2 separate regions of the Mus musculus genome follow, and region 1 is linked to region 2. The links are chromatin contacts, called in public Hi-C maps. All regions are on one chromosome and are shown on one strand. Each heading gives the region's core, a stretch centred on a gene start, on an enhancer-like site or on the middle of the called end of the contact. The rest is flanking DNA. Distances are from core to core; before and after follow the strand shown. Region 1 overlaps Ralgapa2 (Ral GTPase activating protein, alpha subunit 2 (catalytic)). Region 2 overlaps Ralgapa2 (Ral GTPase activating protein, alpha subunit 2 (catalytic)).

The links. Hi-C and Micro-C count contacts between places; a contact is called where the count stands out from the background.
Region 1: a contact with region 2 is called in a Hi-C map of cerebellum, with 2.1 times the contacts expected there. The contact joins two enhancer-like sites. A contact is called at or near these places in 4 of 39 promoter capture datasets (the C10 cell line, liver, pre-B cells and 1 more), 4 of 484 Hi-C or Micro-C datasets (cerebellum, cerebral cortex, nephron progenitors and 1 more), 1 of 115 datasets of contacts at active chromatin or transcription factors (embryonic stem cells) and 3 of 9 other capture datasets (adipose tissue, liver and pancreatic islet).

What each region holds. Positions count from the first base shown.
Region 1 is chr2:146,379,620-146,387,169 of GRCm38.p6, reverse strand. The region is part of intron 24 of Ralgapa2 (Ral GTPase activating protein, alpha subunit 2 (catalytic)); the gene reads left to right. Among named protein-coding and RNA genes, the nearest start is that of A930019D19Rik, 120 kb to the right of the region's middle. Within about 2 kb of position 4,934, at least 1 of the 459 cell types and tissues checked has an H3K27ac peak or open chromatin away from gene starts, as enhancers often do. A contact at or near this core is called in cerebellum, where this site is marked.
Region 2 is chr2:146,274,099-146,281,062 of GRCm38.p6, reverse strand. All of the region lies in intron 38 of Ralgapa2 (Ral GTPase activating protein, alpha subunit 2 (catalytic)), which reads left to right. Among named protein-coding and RNA genes, the nearest start is that of A930019D19Rik, 18 kb to the right of the region's middle. Within about 2 kb of position 1,417, at least 64 of the 459 cell types and tissues checked have an H3K27ac peak or open chromatin away from gene starts, as enhancers often do. A contact at or near this core is called in cerebellum, where this site is marked.

The DNA.
Region 1 (7,550 bases), core at 3,685-6,184, 100 kb before region 2:
ATATGTACCAAGGCTTCTGAAAATATACCAGAAATGCTTAGATCCTCAGTAGTTTCCACTTTTCACACATAGGTCTTCAAAAGTCTGACCAGGGCGTCTCCCATTCCTGCTTCTTCCCCTCACCATCTCTGCATGGACCTAACTAAATCTGAACTTTATTTTACAACCCATATGATCCAGTCTCTGCCTCTATTGTCAACTTGAAAATACCATCTCAGCTACTTTTTCTCTGTGGTTCTGGTCAATTTAAAAATATTTGGAGATTCATGTTTTAGTAATTGAATTCTTTTTATGAGGTACAGTTTTCCTATGAACTAAGGGTTTTGGCAGTTCTTGATGTGGAGTTACTTATATTTCTTCCAAAGAAATAGACATTTGGTTAAGTAGGAACAAAAAGGTTCAAGGCCTTCACAAAGCTACAGTCCCCTTTGTAGATCCTGGATTTAGGATTACAGGATGTGGCCAATATTTGTCCTGCCTCCCTTGGGAAGTCCCCTAGCACTTGTGAGGACAGGAAGAGTGATCCAGATAGGCATATATATGGACTTTTGAAAAGTGCTATTATTATCTTCTCCCTCCCTCTATCCCTCCTTCCTTCCCTCCCTCCCTCCCTTCCTTCCTTTCATATGTGGGGCTGTGGGCATTGTGTGTGTTCAAGTATGGAGGTCAGATGGCACCTTGCAGCAGTCACATGAGTCCTGGGGATTAAATGTAGGTCACAGATTTAGGAGCAAGCTTGGCATTTGTTTTTCTTTAAAATGTACTTCCATTTTTCCCGTGCTGGAGAAGTGGTCACCATATTCTGTGGTTCCCAAGTACAAGCTTTGAGCTGTAATCATTGAGCTTTGTTTTAGCCATGACCATACTGTCCCAGTGAGTTGTTCTTGTCATGTTTGCTCTAAGCAGCATCGGAAGACAGTGATAACAGCAGCTGGGATTGGACCCACAGATTCATTCACTTATTTCAGTAGATGTCTAAGTAGGGATATTGTGTGCAGTCCCCTGTATTCTCTGCTTAACTATTCCCAGCTGACCCTGCAGGTAGAAGCACCTCCTACAGAATGATGCCATACAGGACACCTAAGAAGATTAATGGGTAGAAACAGGAAAGAGAATCAACTCCAAAGATAGTAATGAGCTCCCGCAGTGTAGGCACCACAGTAGGAAGGTTGACTTAACTGCGCTCTATGTTAAAATAGTATTTTGATAAAGATTCTTCATGGAAAATATATGATTTGGGAATAATGGTCAACTGTAGAATTTTCTGATATAACAGCAACAACAATAACAACAACAACAGAACTGAAATCAGCACAAAGTAGTAGTACTAGAATGGTTTTTTTTTAGGAAGTTGCGTAAGAGCTGTGAGTTTGAAATCATGCTCTGTGTGAAGTGTTGGTGTGAAGTGAAGGAGTGAAGCAGGAAGTACGAACTCAAAGTAGCATGAGTATGTCTTTATGAATTGTTTGAAAACATTTTATTCAGGAAAGGTGTTGAGATTATATACTTAAAATTGTCTTCACATTTCAATGTACATCATGTTTTCAGTTAAAGGAAGACAGTTGTCTTGTAGACAGCACAATGGCAGCAGCAGTCCCATCAGTGCAGACATTAGGGCAGAATGGGGATATCATACATCTCTAGTCTATAATCACCCTATTGTGTGCACCACTAGGAGTCTGGATTTTTATGTGGCTTTAATAGAATTAACTATTTTACTTTAACCTTACAATTATTACTATATATTTTAGAAGCCCCAACTGTCTGCCAAACAGAATTACCCTAAAGTGAACTTTATTTCTTTGCCAGAAGAAATTTACCCAGAGTCCTTCTAATGAAAGAAACCTTTCTTATTTAAGTAAAAAATGTCTCTGGTTAATTAGTTTAACTTTTGGCCCACATGTTTAAGTAGATCATGGTGGTTGTTTTAGAAGTTATATGTACTTCTGGAAACACACGCTATATTCATTATAAAAAGAAAAGAAAACATTTGCTACAGAGAATACAGTTAAATTCAATTTTGTAATTGGTAAGCCGTGCACCTGTGGCTGGTACCATGTCAAGGCTTGTTTCCATGCTGTGAGAGTTGCAAAGAACCACACTTCCATCTATTGTGGCATGAAAAGGATTTGTTTATGCAAAGGGAGAAGTCTAGAGACTATCCTTGGCTTTAACAATAAATAATAGCAAATACTAAGTTTGCTATTTAAATTAAATACATAATCTATAAATAATGTGTTACATGAATAATTAAATGCAACAGTTAGGTTAAAATATTAGTATTTTAATTTAACCTCTACTAGTTTTATTTTACAGAGAAAACACAAGATGTGTTTTCTCCTTTGCCCTCTGGATGGCACACTTGTCTGCTCAACTCAGTTAAATAGTTCAAACTGGCCAGAAGAGCCAGAACCCTGTGACAGTGTGTGTGCAGCATGGTGGTTTACCAAACGCTTCTCCTGAATCTGATAGAATTGGGGTTGTAGCCACAGTGCTCAGTGAGATGCTGAGATGCAAACAAGTGCTCAGACATTAGATAGCTTTTCAAATATTGCTGAGACTCAAATGCAAAAACTATCCCCTCTCTCTCTCTCTCTCTCTCACTCTCTCTCTCTCTCTCTCTCTCTCTCTCTCTCTCTCTCTCCATATATGTATGTATGTGTGTGTATATATATATATATATATACATACACACACACACACACACACACACATATATATATATGGTCTTGTGTACAATCATGTAAAAAGCATGACTGCATCTAATATTATACCAAATTTGTTATGTAAGCCAAACAGCCAGAATGCCAAATGTAGTACTTCTAAAACAACATTTGTAATAGTATTAGTTACATCACTAACTTATTTAATAGACAGCATAATGGCCTTATCAGATGGCCTTTTCTCTCTCGCTGTGATGTAGTGTGGGTTTGTAATGTGCATGATTGTTAAAAGAAAGAAAGAAAGAAAGAAAGAAAGAAAGAAAGAAAGAAAGAAAGAAAGAAAGAAAGAAAGAAAGAAAGAAAGAAAGAAAGAAAGAAGGAAAAAAATCCATAAAATGGAGGGGTTTTCCGTGATAAAGATTCCCCACCTACACCCTAGTTTTTTTAAGACAAGCTCTCAATGTAGCCTTGACTCACTATATAGATTATGCTGGCCTCAAATTCATTGAGAACTGCTTGCCTCCCAAATGATGGGATTAAAGACCTGCACCACCATGCCTGGTCCTGGATTTTTTTCAGTGCTAGTAATGTTGTCACTGGTTCAAAGCCATGAAGGATCTTCCTGTTGCCTCTCCAGCCCAGCTGCACTGTGCCTGGAATATTGGGTGGAGGTGAGGGATGTTCCTGTCTCCTAGTGCCAGACCCTGTACCAGGAACAGTGTGGTGTCCCACTCATTCTTCTCCACACATAATATCTGCCCTATTTTATGAATAATGAAAGCACAAAACATCTTGAGAATTTTTGCCAAATGCCATGTATTCAAAAGGATGTTAGAATTCACAGAAAAGCTTTCTGGACCCATTGGGCTTGTCTTTTCCATTGACTGACAGCTAACTTGTTAGTCAAACACTCCTTGATCTCATTCCTCCCTTGTTTGGTTTTGCTGGGCCATATTCCTTCCCCTTCATACTCCTCTCAGAGTCCCCTCTGACCTTCAGATACCTTCCCAGTTGCTGTCATTTTTCCACTTCTCTTCTAAAGCTGTTCTTGGTTGCTCTCAGTTTGTCCTAATGTTTAAGCAGCTTTTTCACCTTAGTCTTCCCCAAAATATTTTGACATGAAAGGAACTATGATTTGGATTTATTAAAAACATTTCCTATTAATTTCATGATTATTTAAAACATATGGAAAGATCAATACGTGTGAAATGGAAAAGGACAGTTGAGGAAAGGAATTTTATTTTCATGTTTGTAAGAACATATATCAAAGACTGGAAAGTTTTCTTTTCTTAAAATAAGTAAACTATTTTTTAACAATGACTTACAGATTTACCGTCTTAATATAATTTAATTTGTCTGTTATACATCAAAGTTAAGTTCTCTTTTAAATGCAAAACTTACAGTAAAACAAAGTTATTGTTACAAATTTGCATATAGAAATTTCGGGAAATGTGGATCTTTGTCATTGTAGTCTATAATGCTATATTATCATATTTTCTAAGGCAGAAAAAAGAAAACCAGCATGAAACTTTCCTCAGGTGAAGAATGTATATAGTTCTGCTCTACAATAATCATTGACATACAAATTTGAATAATATCAGCATAATTTTTGATATGGTAGAATATGATATGATAAAGTATAACTGTAAAGAGCCTTCAGGAGGGCTGAGTTTTCGTCTTGGCCTTCATGTCTTAGCCAAGTCATTTGGCCTCACCAGGCCCTGGTTCCATAGTGTAAGAGGAGCATAATCATAGAGTTTTACTTCCTTTAGTAACTGTGAGTCCTTATGTGAAGATTGAGGGCAATTAGTGCAGTAGTTCCAAGAACCTCATGTATTTCATTTTTCCAATAATTGAGTACTGTGTTTGTTTCATTACCCATCTGCCATCTTACATTTTAATATAATGATCTGACTGAAAAACATACATTACAAGTGGAGAAATGTCTACTCCCTGTGTTGTGGGTCAGACATAAGTAGTGATTTGCTCTTTATACCCATGATCCAGGAATGTCTTGTGGTCCTATGGTCCTACTTGCTTTTCACCTAACTCAATGATAGATGCTGGAAGGCTGAACTCTGAATGAGCCAGACTCCTTGCAACTAGTTTGGCATAGTATTTGAAAGACATGGGGAGTAGTGGGACAGCATCTTGAAGGAGCTGGGCCCTCTAATCTTTGGAAGTTCTGCCCAGACACTAGCATCACTGCAAACAGCAGGATCTCTGCTAGTGCCAGCCTTCTCAGCTTAGAGTGTAGCTGGGTGTGTCTGCTGTCTTTTCCTTCACTGCTGAGACTCATGGTTGGTTCTTTGACACTTCTGGAAATTCTGTAAGCCAGCTGACACTGCTGTCAATTGTCCTCAAACGCTCTGCAAAACAGATTGTGTTGTCTACATGTAAGATTCTGGCATAATCTACAACTCTGCTCCATAGTGCTGCTGAGTCCTGGAAATGCAGGATAACAACAGTTCAGTTCATCTCCTACATAAACCTGCCGCATTAAACTTACCCAACTGGGGTTTTTCTCTTTTAACTTTAGTCACTTATTTTGTAGCCAATAATATGTCACTTGTTTTAAGAATATTTTAACTTGCTCTTTGAGTGTACTTTTTAACTATACCAATATTAAAAATATATATAATTTTAGGTACTATATATATAGGATTATTCTATCTTAGAAATCAAAATAAGTTTATGCTTTTTCTTAACGGATGTTACAGCCTCCTCTCAAGAGGTATATGATGGAATAATATAATAATAAACAGTCGGTTGTAAAGAGATCCCCAGGGTCTCCTCAGTGAGTGTAGGACTCACGGGTGAGCTATGAAAGCAAGGTGCAGGGGTGATCCTTGTAAATTGGCCATACCTGGCTCTTCTAATAACCTCAGACAGCCTGCATCATGCAGTGATATGTAATCATTGCATCACCTTTTCTCAAACAAAGAACTGCTCTTTGCTAGAAATTTACCCTTATAACTAGAACTTTGTGTGCTAGATATGTATAAGTTCTTCAGCATAGTTAAAGCTAAACTGATATGAGTATTCACTTATGGAAAAAGAATTATCATAGCAAACCCAGTGGAAGGCAGAGACTTATTTTTACTTGTCTTGTTTGTCTCATATCAAAGGGAATAATTTTGTTACTTCTCTGCCATGCTGATTTTGTATGGTAAGCTATTTTTACAGAAATCTTGACTCAGAATTTTAATTCAGTGCTGTCACAGTAGAGTACACACTTTCGCATTTAGACATTTATATGACACCTAGTGTATAATCTTGATTTTCTCAGTATAAGAGCTCACGCTATAGAAGTTTCATTTTAAAAGAATTTTTTTAGAAAGTAGTGATTTTTATTTTGACCTTTTTTTTTTCTTTCTTTTTTTTTTTTTTTGGTCATTACAATCCCAACTCAAAATTGTGTCCTATTTTTTTCCACACAGTACCACTGGCTCATGACACAGGGACATTACTGCTTTACAGAGAATATCCACTTTTTCTTTTATAGCTTTTCCATGAATGAGAGATTAAACAATTTTCCAGATTTCTAATCTCTCAGGGAAAAAAAAAAAAAACAGGACAGATCATAGTTCCACCATGGTTTCTACCAGAGAACCTGGGGATTCTGAATGGTGTACAAGAATTAGACTTCAGGGCTGAAGTAATAAAACCCGTAAAACTATTCACAACGTAGTAATTTCAAAACAGCTGGATAGAAAATATTTATCATGTTCTAAATTTCTCACATTTTATAATTATATATTTTATATAATTTGAACATGCTATCTATGTGGACTAAGAAAATACAATTATAAATTTTACCCTAAATTTGTTAATACTAATCAGATGTGTGATTCTTCCATTTTAAAAAGAATTTTTAAAGCCATAGTTTTGTACTATGAGGGGAAAAGGACTAATCTGAATCTATTCCTGTTGTAACAATGGGTCTTGTATCTCCATGCTTCAGGATATGACTTCAAAATGGCTTTACTATGCAGCCTTTATAGATGACAAGCCTCAAGTTGACACCTATGAGACCTGAGAACAACACTCAGTTTTGCTTCTCACTAGCCGTAGGGTACCACCTAACTGAGAGTGCTCATGGATGAGGTAAACTAGAAGACTCTAAGGTCCTTGAGCATTCTTGTATTTTCTAGTTACTTTTAAACATTTTTTAATTAGAATCATACCATCCTTTCTTTTTTTGTTGTTGTTTTTTATTCAAGAACTGTTTTACATTGGATATTTTTTCTCACTATTGGTAAGTATTGAGTTTTGAAGGTATGAAATGCATAAATATCTGTAATATCCATTAATTTGAACAAAGAACCAAATAACTGGTATTTGGGTGTCATATGTCCTTGTAGCTAAATTGGTTGGCAAATGAAGAGATTGGACTTGGCAGGACTTGGGAGGGTTTAAAGAGTGGCAGGATTTACAAGACAAGATGCAGGATGGGGGTTTGCATGTCACAGGACTCAGGAAATGCCCAAGGACCAGAGAGCAACTTTGACTTAGTGCCAGATAATTATGGATAAAATAACACGTGAACATGAGTAAGCAGGGTAGCACTGTAAAGAGCCTCCGACTGTCTGGATCGTCAGAAGGGCCAAGTATAGACCATGCAGGCATGACCCTTGAACCTTGCTTACATAGCTCACTGCTCAATCTTCCAGTCACTGAGTAGTTTTCATCCCACAGATAATGGTTTTGAAGCAAGATGTTCAACATGAGTTGAGAGAGAGAGAGAGAGAACACGAACCGTTGAAGGACCTTACACCACAGCGGTTATTTGGGATAAATTATAACCATGAGAGAATGATGATAGCAAGAACAAAAAGGGAATTATAATAGCACAGGAACAAGTTAACAAGGGTTAGTGATGACTGA
Region 2 (6,964 bases), core at 168-2,667:
GCTGCTGTGCTGTGCCACTGCTAAGCCTGAAAACCCCTCTTCCAGACTCCTTTGCATTTGCATATCAACTGAGGTTTGCCTTTCTTGCTTGATTTATTCAATCTTTTTCATCACCAAAAAAAAAAAAAAAAAAAGCAAGATCTTTTCTCCCTTAAGTGAAAGGAAGATCCAATAGAATTTTCCCATTGTCTTCTCTGCTTTGTGATAATTAATATGTCCTTCGTTCGGGTGATGGAGCTGTAGGGGAGAAGAAAACTCTCAGGGTTTTGTTTTTTTTTTTTTCCTCCTGCATCCTGTTCTAAACTTATCTCCTGGTCTTGGGGTTTATCAGTGTTGTGTGCTTGCCCAACATATGTGAGTTCCTGAATATAGCACTGTGCAAAGAAATGAATTAACTTTAAAAATTACTTCCCAGCCAACTAAGACTCAGTTCCTAGAACAGTGGTATTTGTTCTACCCTGTTCTTGTCTCTCTGCAGATCCTCTCACAGCTTTCCCAGATCGGTCTATCTGGGCAACCATGGCTCTGAGGCTCAGGCCCACCCCACATGCCAAGAGGAGGGAGTATTCCTCCTATACCCACTCTCTGATGTGTGGGGAGAGCAGACAGGAGGAAAACCTTGCAGTTCATGACTTTCCTGTCCCTGTAGTCTCTGCTGCCAATGATCACAGATAACAGCTCTCCAGAAGGATGGTGGCAGGGAGACACATTCTAGCTGTCCATCAAATTCAGTTACCACCAGGTCTCCACAGGGCCACTGTGTACCTAAGCACTGGTAATAGCCCTGGCTCGGAGATTAACGACCGGCCAGCACACTGTCTTCCTTTTTGTGTGTGTGGAAAAGGCTTCTCAAATGAAACAGCCCACAAAAGCGTCTATGCAAATTTAGAAGTCCTCCTGCAATAGAAAATTGGGAGGTGAATTCTGAGTCAAAGTACAATTTCCTTTCCCCAGCACTCCATTACAGCGTGCCTTCATTTGTTTTCCATTTGTGAGTGAGTGTCAGCCTGTATTAAAACGAAGGCAAAGCCACACAGACCCATTCCAAAGAAGCATTTGGCCACCAAATGAAAAATAGAGCCAGGATCCGTGTATAAATTATTCAGAAATTCGGTAAATAAACATGCAAACTTCTAGCCGGGGCTATCGCTACTGCATTATTCAGCCCAATAAGGAGAATTTAATTTAATGGATATTCAGCAACATTGTTCGGCTATCAACAAAAGGCATACTGTCTTTTATGAATAACTGATTTTCTCGGGGCATTCTGAGGAGAGTGGGTCCTCGTTAACCCTAGAATGGCTAGCTAATGTAATTGAAGCGCGACCACCTGGCAGCGAGGTTGCCCGTCAGCTGCCAAGGAAGGCCGGGGCCGGGAGGACCAGGTGCTCAGCTCTCGCTGTCTGATTGTTACAGTGGGATAAACAGCGTGATTGCACAGTATGGCCGGGGGCGAGGATCCAAGACTGCTGCCAACCAGAGAGCGCGCTTTCTTCCCTGGTCTTTGACAAGGGGGGAGGCAAAAGTGCTCCTATTCAGAGCAGGTAGGGCTGACAAAGCCGAAATGCTGTCTGCTGCAATTAGGACAGAAAAATGAGACTGGCTCAAGCATGAAGCAGAGGCGAGCCTTGAGTACCTGTTTCTGTTATGCCACAAAGCCGGGCCCTTTTTAGTACAGGCTGGGAAGTTTAAGCATAAAAATTTAAAAGAAATGCAAGCAAAGGAACCTAACTGCTGAGTGACCTGTGTTTTTTGTGGCACATCGGCTTTATTATTTCAAGGCACAATGCTAAGTCGGCACAGTGTGATAAACTTTATTTAGGCCTGACTTCCATGGCAACCCAAATTCCCTGGTTCTTTGATTATACTTAATAAAACCCTGGGCCAGGTCATCTCTCTTTCTGTCTTGCTTTATAAAGACCTACGAGTATCTATATTTAACAAATAAAAAGATTCTCCTGCTCTGTGGCATTGTTTATTTTTAGTAATTTTTTAAAGCACCACTACCCATGTGGATACATAAAAGAAAATTAGTATTATTCAGTGTTTTTTAAAAAAAAAATAAGAAATAGGCATTATGACCTTTCCAGGGGTTTAGAATGTGAAATGGTTCGTTAAGCTCCTGTTAGTTGAAGAGTAAAGAGCACTTCCCCCAAACAGCAAGGGGAAAAAGGCTCTCTCATAACACATTGATTTATTTCATTTGCTAAGCACAGGAACCATGAAATGCTTCATCCCCAGCAACACATTAAATATGTGCAGAAGTAAAATTGCAGCTGAAGAGTGCCCTGGACTTTGTCCTCATGGTGTGTACATTTCAATAGGCTGAGAGGGGGAAAAACAAACGGTAGAAAGATCCCTTTATGAAATTAAATTACCTGTTTTGTGTGGCTTTGGAGCCCTGTGTGTAGCTGTTGGTTCAGATGACTCACTACTACTCCCTGTCGCTTTTCCATTGGTTCATCCCACCAGCCTCCCCAGCCCAGGCCGGGGTCAGAATCTGTCCCTGAGAATAGAAAGGAGGAAAGCGGTTCCAGCTGGCTCTCCAGCCTCTCACGAGGTACCTAACTGGAAAGAGATACAGGGTTGCTTTTTTTATTAGAACCTAAGGGGACTCTGGGCTGTTTCTCAACCTATCATCAGAGGCCACTTGGTGATAACTTGAGACAGTGACTTGAGACAAGAGGGCCAGTTCCCTGGCCTCAGTTTCCATGTCTGAAAAAGGGGCTTGCAAAGGCAATGATACATGCTTCACCAATGTGAGTTCCCTCCTACTCACCTCTAATGGCTGTGTAGCAGGGACAGATCTGAAAAAGAAAAGGAACACAGTTTCTGCAAGTTTTTTCTTGAAGGATTTCTGTCCCCAGTCCCCTTTGACATTGAGTACTCTGTAATGACAAAGTTAAAAAAAAAATTATTTATTTATTTATTTATTTTGCTTTTCCGAGACAGGGCTTCTCTGTGTAGCCCTGGCTGTCCTGGAACTCACTCCGTAGACCAGGCTGGCCTCAAACTCAGAAATCTGCTGGCATCTGCCTCCCAAGTGCTGGGATTAAAGGTGTGTGCCTCCACTGCCCAGCGTTGTTGAAATTTTAATAGACTTTTATTTTCCTATCTTGAAATTACTTTTTCTCTCTCTCTTTTATTAGAGCTTCACATCTCACAGGCAAGTCTGCCTTGACCTTCATGGAACTGTACACTGGTCCAAAATCCCCCTCCTCACAGTGGATATGGGGCTGTGCCCAGCCTCTCTAGGACTGCCCCCTCAGCTGTCAGATATGGCTGGAGTCGATGATGTGGCATAGGGAAAAGAGGCAGAATTCCACAATTAGGCTGTGTGTTGCACCATGACCAGTGGCCACACCCCTGTGAATCTGCAGTCTTAGGGCCACTGGTGGTCCTGTCATTCTTTTTTTTTTTTTAACCTGATTTTTTTTATTTTTTTTATTAGATACTTTCGTTATTTACATTTCAAATGTTATCCCCTTTCCTAGTTTCCCCTCTGAAAATCCCCTATCTCCTCCCCCCTCCCCCTACTCTCCAACCCACCCACACCCATTCCTGGCCCTGGCATTCCCCTATATTGGGGCATAGAACCTTCACAGGACCTAGGGCCTCTCCTCCCATTGATGACCGACTAGGCCATCCTCTGTTACATATGAAGCTAGAGCCACAAGTCCCACCATGTGTTTTCTTTGATTGGTGGTTTAGTCCCAAGGAGCTCTAGGGGTACTGGTTAGTTCATATTGTTGTTCCTCCTATGGGGTGCAAACCCCTTCAGCTCCTTAGGTACTTTTTCTAGCTCCTTCATTGGGGACCCTGTGCTCAGTCCAATGGTAGGCTGTGAGCATCCACCTCTGTATTTGTCAGGCACTGGCAGAGCCTCTCAGGAGACAGCTATATCAAGCTCCTATCTGCAAGCTCTTGTTGGCATCTGCCTTAGTGTCTGGGTTAGGTGGTTGTTTATGGGATGGATCCCCAAGAGGGGCAGTCTCTGGATGGTTGTTCCTTCAGTCTCTGCTCTGAACTTTGTCTCTGTAACTCCTTCCATGGGTATTTTGTTCCCTCTTCTAAAAGAGATTCTGAGCTTCTGGGCTAATATCCACTTATCAGTGAGTGAATATCATGTGTGTTCTTTTGTGATTGGGTTACCTCACTTAGGATGATATCCTCCAGATCCATCCATTTGTCTAAGAATTTCATAAATTCATTATTTTTGATAGCTGCATAGTACTCCATTGTGTAAATGTACCATATATTCTGTGTCCATTCCTCTGTTGAGGGACATCTGGGTTCTTTCCAGCTTCTGGCTATTATAAATAAGGCTGCTATAAACATAGTGGAACATGTGTCCTTATTACAAGTTGGAGCATCTTCTGGGTATATGCCCAGGAGTGGTATTGCTGGATCTTCCAGTAGAACTATGTCCAATTTCCTGAGGAACTGCCAAACTGATTTCCAGAGTGGTTGTACCAGACTACAATCCCACCAACAATGGAGTGTTCCTCTTTCTCCACATCCTTGCCAGCATCTGCTGTCACCTGAGTTTTTTATCTTAACCATTCTGACTGGTGTGAGATGGAATCTCAGGGTTGTTTTGATTTGCATTTCCCTGATGATTAAAGATGTTGAACATTTTTTTAGGTTCTTCTCAGCCATCCAGTATTCCTCAGTTGAAAATTCTTTGTTTAGCCCCGTTTTTTATTTTTATTTATTTTTTATTTTTTTTAAAGATTTATTTATTTATTATATTTAAGTACACTGTAGCTGTCCTCAGACACTCCAGAAGAGGGAGGCAGATTTCATTACAGATGGTTGTGAGCCACCATGTGGTTGCTGGGATTTGAACTCCTGACCTTCAGAAGAGCAGTCGGGTGCTCTTACCCACTGAGCCATCTCACCAGCCCTAGCCCCGTTTTTTAATAGGGTTATTTGGTTTTCTGGAGTCCAACTTCTTGAGTTCTTTGTATATATTGGATATTAGCCCCCTATTGGATTTAGGATTGGTAAAGATCTTTTCCCAATCTGTCAGTTGCCGTTTTGTCTTATTGACAGTGTCCTTTGCCTTACAGAAGCTTTATAATTTTGTGAGGTCCCATTCTTAACCATCCTAGAGAACACCTAAACAAAATGGAGTACTCAGCCTCCTTTGTGCTGACGGCCTTCTGCCCTTCTCAAAATGTTTGTAGACGTGGAAAATAAAGCATATAGTGTTACAAAGGAAGTCGGTTTCAGTGGATTGCTTTTTATTTTAAGAATACATTTTTAATTAAGATAGAACTATATCACTTTCCTCCTTCCCTCTCCTCCCTCCAGCCCTCTCAGGTACCCTTCCCCAGCTCCTCCCATGCCCCCCACTCTCAAATTGATAGCCTTTTTCTTTGATTATTTTATATATATGTATGTATGTATGTATGTATATGAATGTGTGTATACACACACACACTTGCATAACTGTAGACAAGTAGTAACTGCTGGGAAAGGGACAGTTAGTCTGAGTTAGGATGGCCTCCTGTATTGGTTGTCCAATACAGAGTGTTCTCCCTGGAACCATATCTACACAAACAACAAAATGGACTCAGCAGCTTCTATTTATGTTTGTGGAATTTTTTTATAACAAACTTGCTTACTCATGGCTAGCTATATATAACAACAATGAAGTTGTGCACTGCTTCTATAATTGTGAGGCTTTAGTAAGAATTAGTGTACTGTGAAAGGGTCTGTGATTTCCATAAATATTGCCATTGTGGTTTGATGTCTATATTTATAATGGAAGGAAATATATCATTTCAGAGGGTATACAGAAAGTAAAGCTGTACAGTTTATCACCCAAGTTAATAGACCCCTCAGAGTCTGATGATGACGCCATCTGAGACCTCTGGGCTGCAGGAACTCAGCCTGTGACCTGCCTATGAGGGATTCCCACAAACCTCCGAGTCAGAGCAGAGGACTAGGAAAGCAGCGAGTGAGTAAGGGGAACCATCAGTCAAAGCCTTCTGCAAGGTGCAGAGGCCCACATGCCAGGAAGGAGGGACGGACACACACACACCACTGGGATTTGTCCTTTCCATTTGTCCCAGATTGCATGGGCACTCACTGCATTGTCAAGATGTTTTATCACTTACCTGTTAGATGGTGAACAGAGAAAGCCTCAGATCTAAGGTCCTGTGGCCATTGCCTTCATTCCCAAACAACACCTAGACATTTTTTTTAATTAGATATTTTCTTCATTTACATTTCCAATGCTATCCCAAAAGCCCCCCCATACCCTCCCTCCCACTACCCTCCCTCCCCCCACTCCCACTTCTTGGCCCTGGCGTTCCCCTGTACTGAGGCATATAAAGTTTGCAAGACCGATGGGCCTCTTTTTCCAATGATGACCGACTAGGCCATCTTTTGATACATATGCAGCTAGAGACAAGAGCTCGGGGGTGGGGGGGGGGTACTGGTTAGTTCATATTGTTGGGTGGAACACCTAATGGGTGATTTCACTTCCCATTCTCCATGTGCACATTGCTGACTAGACTTGGTAGAGCGCAAATTAATTGAAATAAATAAACAAGAGCTTGGTTTCAATACACTGCATATATTGACTTGAGAACAATTACAGTTATGTTCGCCTAAAAATATTTCAGCTTTATAAGTCAGCTTACTGGTGCTATTTGTATAGAAAAGCACTTGTTAAAAATCAACTTTTGTGTACAAATGTCCCGTGCTCAACTGCAGAAAGATTAGCATTGTCACAGAGCCCGAGGTTGTGGTGATTGCTAACTTTTGACCTTTTCACCAGTTACTTAATCCATGGTGATCACCTGGCTTGTGGCACCAGACAGCTAATTATAATCACCAAAGGAGAGCCCTGGTAGTCACTTATCAACAAGTACAATGAGACAATCACATTCAGAGACCCATCTCTGCAGAAAATGACCCAGGTATTATGTTCTGTAGTGGTTCCGTCATCACA